Regions from separate parts of the Oryctolagus cuniculus genome. Here region 2 is linked to region 1. A link is a contact called in public Hi-C data. All regions are on one chromosome and are shown on one strand. Each heading gives the region's core, a stretch centred on a gene start, on an enhancer-like site or on the middle of the called end of the contact. The rest is flanking DNA. Distances are from core to core; before and after follow the strand shown. Region 1 holds the start of DNASE1 (deoxyribonuclease 1). Region 2 overlaps ZNF174 (zinc finger protein 174).

Region 1 (3,215 bases), core at 546-3,045:
GCAGGGGCACGATGGCGAACTCGCGGACCTCTGCAGAGGGCGGCCGGCACGGTCCACGTCAGTGCAGGGCCCCGGCCGCGGCCACCCTCCTGTGGCCGTGAGGACGGGCACGGCAGTGCCCCGAGTGGACACTAGGCGCTGGGGCCACGCTTAGCAGCACTCACTCGTGGACGGGGAGGAGAACCTGACAACGGCTGGCTCTCGGCTGAAGGTGTCAGTCCCACAGGGCTCACAGCCGTCATCGTAGTAGTAGCTGTCCAGGACAGACACCTGGTCAGGCCTGCGGCAAGGTCAAGGGAGAGGTCATGTGACCCTGAGCTGGGCGCTGCCCTTCCTGCCTCCTGGCACCCAGTCCACGAGCCTGGGAATAGCAGCAGTCAGCGCTCAGTCACCTCACCTGACCTGCGTCCCTGGGAGGACACGGCCACCGGGCAGTGGGACTGCAACCCAGGCCCCCCTGCAGGGCCTCACTGGACTCTCAGACCACCCCAGCCCCGGGACCCCGACTTTGCCTGTACACGAAGAGGTACCGCTCCTTGTAGGTGCTGCGCCCCAGGGGCTCACTGGCCACAAAGCGGTAGGTGTCTGCGGCCTTCCTGGAGAAGCAAAATCAAAGATTGGCTGAGGCGACATAGTGGCTGCCACAGGCAGGCCCTGCCCGCGTCCCCATCAGTGGCCCCAAGTGCAGTGAGGCTGCGCCCTGGGAGTGCTCGTCACCTCCCCAGGCCCCACAGCTGTCACCCACTCATTGAGCTTGTCCAGCAGTTTGCCCACGGCCGTCAGGTGGCTGTCTCTGACCTCCTGGATGAGGGCGATGTCGTAGCGTTGCAGGATCTGGGGGTGGGGCCGCAGCAGAGCTGAGTGGAGGTGGCTGAGGGGGCTCTGCGTCCCCCACCCCCAGGGTCACCGTGGGAGCCAGGGCTGCTGCTCCTGGGCTGTTTGCATCTCCATCTGGCCAAAGCCCAAGTGGGGACGCAGCCGCCAGCCGTGAAAACACAAGGGCAGGCCCATAAGGCTCTGGTTGCCCTGCACCCACGGCCTGGCCTTACCCAGATGCCCTGGGCACAAACCTAGACCGTGCACCAGATAACGTAGGGATCCTTAACCCCGCCCCTGCAGTCCCTCTGTCCTCAGGGACAGGCCCCTGGGGACTGACCCGCACGATGTAGCTGGTGAGGGTGGCATTAGACATCTTGGTCTCCCCAAAAGACCGGATGTTGAAGGCTGCAATCTTCAGAGACCCGGCCACCTGCAGCAGGCCAGCCAGGGTCAGCAGCGCCGTCAGCATCTCGCTCCTCATGCTGGGGGAGACGGGGCAGAGAAGCAGAGGTGATGAGGCTCTGCCCCGGCCTGCCAGTAGCTCGGGAGGCCCAAGGCCAAGGCCGTCTCGTGCTAGAACACAGGACCCTCAGCCTTTCTGCCAGCGTCCAGAGGGGCAAACACCTAGTGCCACAGACACGACCCTGGGTCACTTGCCCACCAGCAAACCGGCCCTGGGCACAATGCCAGCCAGAAGCATCTGTGGCCACCTGAGCCCCACGCGCTCCCGGCTGGACTCGGCTGAGCCTGGTCTCCCACTGCCCTCCCCGCTCTGAGACTGGCCAGACACCCAGGGGGACTCCAGCCTGGTGCTTACCCAAGACAATGAGAGTGCAGTAATTCTCCAATTGTGGAATATTCGGATGTTAATTTTTCTCCTTTTGCTGCTTTAAGGAAAAATGTTAGTTTACAAAGGGAGGCCGCTGAAGAAAACTGACCCCAAGGCCCCGGTAGACCTGTTGGGCTCAGGATCCCGGCACAGGCAGCGCTGGCTGCCCTGGGCTTTAAAAAGGTTCAGGCAGCTGTGACCACACCCCCTCCCTGCAGGTGGGTGCCCTTCACCTGACAGCAGGGAACAATGGTGCTGTCTGTGTGGCCTTCCCACGCAGGTGATTTCAACAGCACCAGTTCCTTGCTGCTATAAATACCCTTGATAATCATGTTTGCACTTGGTTCCGAAATGTCTAAAATTAGGGCCAAAGACTCCCATGCCCACCGCACGTGCAGCCCTCCCGCCCTGCCAGGTTCCTGCCCTGAGACAGGCCGTGTGTATGCTGCAGGTTGGGACTGGGGCCCCGAGGGCGCCTTGGAGCCACATTCTGGGCTGCACGGTGCAAATGAAGCTCGCGGCCACCAGGCCACCACGGCCTCCCCCCACCCCCAGCCCTCCTGGTGCGCAGCTGTCAGCTGTGAGATGCACTCGGCAGGGAGCCTTCTTACCTGGGAGGACTGGCTGTTGAGGTCCAGGAGACCCTTGTCATTAGGGCTCAAGGACAGAGCAGAGTGTGCGTCTATCCTTTTTGGAAACTTTGGCCTTTGTACCCCTTTTCTGTGGCTGCTGTAACAAATACAAATCCGTGGCTTCCAACCACAGCCCAGTCCTGGAGGCCGGAAGCTATGCCTCAGGTGTCAGTAAGGCCGGGGGACAATTCCTCGGGGCTCCCTGGTCCCTGATGCTCCCTGGCTGTGACCACCTCACTCCCACCTGTGTCCACAGCCTCGTCAGTGTCCATTCTCCCTCTGACTAACGCGCCTGAGTCAGGACCCTCCCGATGGCCCAGGCCATCTGCATGCAGGTTAACCGGAGGTTCCAGAGAGAGGACAGGGCCTCCTCTGGGGTGCCATCCCTCAGCCCACCAGAGCAGGTGGGATGGGGGGTGGCAGCAGTCAGCAGAGGGTCAAGGTCAGAGGACGAGGGCCACCACCCAGCTGGCCAGGAAGCAGAGGGTGGACATGGTGGAGATTAAAAACAGTAGGGGGTGAGCCAGCTCCAAGGAGACCGGCCAGAGTCCTGTTATATAACAAGCTGCTGACAGACAGCTCTGGCCATGGGCACTGACTCACTTGTCCTGAGGTGTCCACTTAGTAGAATCACTGGCCTGCTCCTCAGGCTGCCGGGAGCCCCCACACAGGCCTTGGAGGGAGTTCTGATTGCCATCGCTCCCCTGCTGTCCATGCCCAAGGCTGAGACAGCCTCCGCAAACTCCAGTCCGCAGACACCAGGCAAAGGCATATTCGACGCAGGTGTGCCTGCCTCTGACAGGCGCAGGAGCGGGAGCAACCCTACAGGCCAGCACCGCCCTCCACAGGATCAAACCAGCTGCACCACACGGCTCATGTCAGTCCGGCCCCTTGAGGGTCTCTGGTGGGCCGCTCGGAGTTCCGGGGCAGTCCTT
Region 2 (3,155 bases), core at 70-2,569, 210 kb after region 1:
TAGCTAAGGGAAGTGCAAACGCACGCTCTTTCTCTCAGGCAGGGGTCCTCTCGGATGGAGCAGCTTGACTCGAGATGGACCTGCCTGGCGGGCATCATCAGGCCCCAAACATGTCCACATCCTAGGTCCTGGAACCTGGCACCGTCCCTTATGTGGCCCGTGGGCTTCCCGGCTGTTACTAAGTTAAGGGTGTTAAGATGGGAAGATCATCCTGGGCCCAAGAGAATCCCAACCGTCCTCAGAGGAGGGAGGTGGGAGCGTCCGGGTCAGAGGAGCAGGTGATGTAACGAGAGACTGCAGGGACACTGGAGGGGCCCATGAGCCACAGAGCACAGGTGGCAACTAGAAGCTGAACAAGTCCCAGAGCCAGATTCGCTCTCAGAGCCTGTGGAAGGGCCCAGCCCTCCAGAAAGCTGGATTTTGGCTGAGCGAGACTCATGCTGGACTTCCGACCTCCGGAACTGGAGAAGCTTGTGTTAGGCCACTGAGTTTGCGGGCATTGTTACAGCATCGGCAGGAACACAGACATGACCATGACTTGGAACTTAAGAGACAACAGTGAAATTTGGCCTAGAAAGAGAGTGGGGCGAGGGATGGGGGAACAGATGAGAAACCCAGAGTCTCTGACCAGGGAGGCTGCAGACCGGAGTGCGCTAGCAGGCAGCTGAATTTGAAGAGGGGTCCCGTGGTGGGCAGCACAGGAGCTGGGAGGGAGGCCTCCAGGGCCACCACAGCTATGAGGAAGCCACGGGGCTTTCAATGCGCCTCTGCCCCAAACACAAGTGCTGCCCACCCACTGTGCCCAGGGTCACTGCATTCAGGCCAAAATGGGCCCTGAGTGGAAAGCGAGGGTCTCAGCTAGTATCCGTTTCTTTCAGCTGGACACGGGCCGAGTCTAAAAGCTACAAGAGTGGAAAATGAGGTCGTTCTCCCCAAGCAGCGTGTGGGGAGCAGTCCCCCCACCGCAGCCCTACTGCGGCTGAGCCGCGTGACTGCTGTGGGGCATCCTGGGCACTAGGGGGCGCTCAGCACGACCCCAGCGTCCACTCCTCTAGAGGTCTCGGGCAGCCCTCCCTCCCCAGAGGCTCAGCCAGCAAAGCTGTGCCCAGGCGGCTGGGGGAAGGCAGGGGGTGTCACAGGCCCAGATGCAAACGGGAGAGTGTTCAAAGGCAGAGTGTGCACTGACATGGGATTCTGGGGGCATAAGAGCGCCCGGGGCGCCTGCCTGCCTGTTTCCGCAGGCGGTGCACACGGATCGGATCGGCCCGATTCCCCCACACTGAGGAATGGCTGGCTGCCCGGGTGACTAACACTTTCGTACTGCCTGGGTTTTATTTGTACTTTGAGAAAACGAGGGGGGAGGATTAGAGGATTTCCCAGGGCCCAGGTCCAGGACTTGAGCATTTTATAGAAATATACTCTCTTATGTTTTAGAACACTCGTGAGGCACAATTTACATACCATCAAGTGAACCCAAGCTCTGCAAGCACAATCCAACTTCAGAACACGTCGTCACCCCATCCCTTCTGTCGTTCCTCAAACCAGCGGCCTCGGCGAGCAGGCGGAGCGGGGAGGACCCCTGGCGTCCCCGAGCAGTCTCTGGCCTCGGTGAGGGTTAGGGTTAGGGTCAGGGTTAGGGTCAGGGTCAGGGTCAGGGTTAGGTAGTTTCCCTACCTCTCGGGCTAGGGACAAAGCAACCACGTGGATCTTCTTCTAAATCAGAGGTGTTCAGCAGAAAAGGATCCCTCGCCACACTTTTTCTTTCTTTCTGGATCTAATTACTTGGAAACCCTCTGCTCACACAAATGATCAACTCCTCCGCTTAAGCACAGCTGGGTATCACAGAGCGCTGGGGCTTGGCTGCCTGGAGTCCTGCTGGACCACCTGATTGTCTGGCCTGACAGGAAATGCACGACATACACAGTCTACCTTTTAGTATTTGAGAAGACAAGTAAAGCAACAGAGGGCGACGGGACGGTCAGGGCCCCGTGGGGTCACCCGGCTTCTCCCTCGGGAGCTGCCTGCCACCTGCTGCAGACGGCCCCTGCCCACAGCCGCCGGCTCTTCCTCCCAGCACTGGGCCCGGTCAGGACCCCGGTCAGCCTCTGCCGGGCTCCTCACCGGCCAGATGGGCACCCGCACCCCTCCAGGGCCCCTGCTGTCCTGCAAGTCACGCGGTCTGTGGCTTCCATGCGGGGAAGGGGAGGGGAAACCCGAAGACCCTCCTGGCGCCGGGCGCGCTCAGTCGCCGTGGTGGAGCCGGTGATGCTGGTGAAGGTTGGAGCTCTGGCGAAAGCTTTTCCCACACTGGCTGCACTGGTAGGGCTTCTCGCCGGTGTGGATCCTCTGGTGCAGCTTGAGGGTCGACTGGCGCCCGAAGCAGTGGCCGCACTCCCCGCAGGCGTAGGGCCTCTCTCCCGTGTGCACGCGCTTGTGTCTCTTCAGCTCCGAGTTCCACGTGAAGCTCTTCCCACAGTCGTCGCACCTGTAGGGCTTCCTGGCCGAGCGCGGCGCCGGGTGGCTGAGCCGCGGCAGGCGGCCGCTCAGGCCTCTTCGGCCTCCTTTGCTCTTCTTCAGCTCCCTCAGCGGGTGCGTTTTTAGGGGGCTGCTGATGTGGTCCAGTTCCCTGCAGTGTCTCTGGTAGTGAGCAAATGGCTTCTGGGTACTTTGGGAGCCGCCCTGCCTCCGGGACAGCCGGGCCTCAGCCAGGCTCGCCCCTCGGGGCTCGGGACTCTGCAGCCCACCGCCCCTGGACCTGCCGGCTGACGCTGCGCATGGCTTTGCTCCTTTAGCCCCTTCCGGCTGAGGGTTCTCCTTGTTGTCACTTCCCACTCTGGGGGCCTCTACAATTAGAAAGGACAGGCTTCATTTTCTGGACTTCAGCAAAAGCATCATGAACCATCCTGCAAGGATCTTGAAGGGGCCCGGCACGGCCGCCCGATTTAGACTCCTGGGGGGCAGACTCCCCACCCCCACGTCTAGGAGTCAGACTCTCCGGACTTCTGGTTAATGACTGGACGGCTGGGCTGGCTCTGATATATGTTAAACTTACGTGCCAGGCTCTCTGGCAACCTCACTCCTTTCTACCTTTAGGGAAAGGAGGAACAGGAAAAAGCGAACCCATCAGAACTGCCAGTCAACGGATGAGGAAGACA

What was found. Hi-C and Micro-C count contacts between places; a contact is called where the count stands out from the background.
Region 2: a contact with region 1 is called in a Hi-C map of an unstated tissue, with 2.8 times the contacts expected there. The contact joins the enhancer-like site here to the promoter of DNASE1 in region 1. A contact is called at or near these places in 2 of 6 Hi-C or Micro-C datasets (ear pinna and an unstated tissue).

The regions. Positions count from the first base shown.
Region 1 is chr19:31,857,472-31,860,686 of mOryCun1.1, forward strand. DNASE1 (deoxyribonuclease 1) reads right to left here and starts at 1,796. Exons shown (of 9, transcript NM_001082740.1): 1 at 1,637-1,796; 2 at 1,157-1,301; 3 at 746-834; 4 at 513-596; 5 at 165-280; 6 at 1-30. The coding sequence starts at 1,300.
Region 2 is chr19:32,072,307-32,075,461 of mOryCun1.1, forward strand. ZNF174 (zinc finger protein 174) reads right to left here. Exons shown (of 3, transcript XM_002722770.5): 3 at 1-2,843. The coding sequence ends at 2,242. Among named protein-coding and RNA genes, the nearest start is that of NAA60, 9.6 kb to the left of the region's middle. Within about 2 kb of position 1,320, at least 1 of the 8 cell types and tissues checked has an H3K27ac peak or open chromatin away from gene starts, as enhancers often do.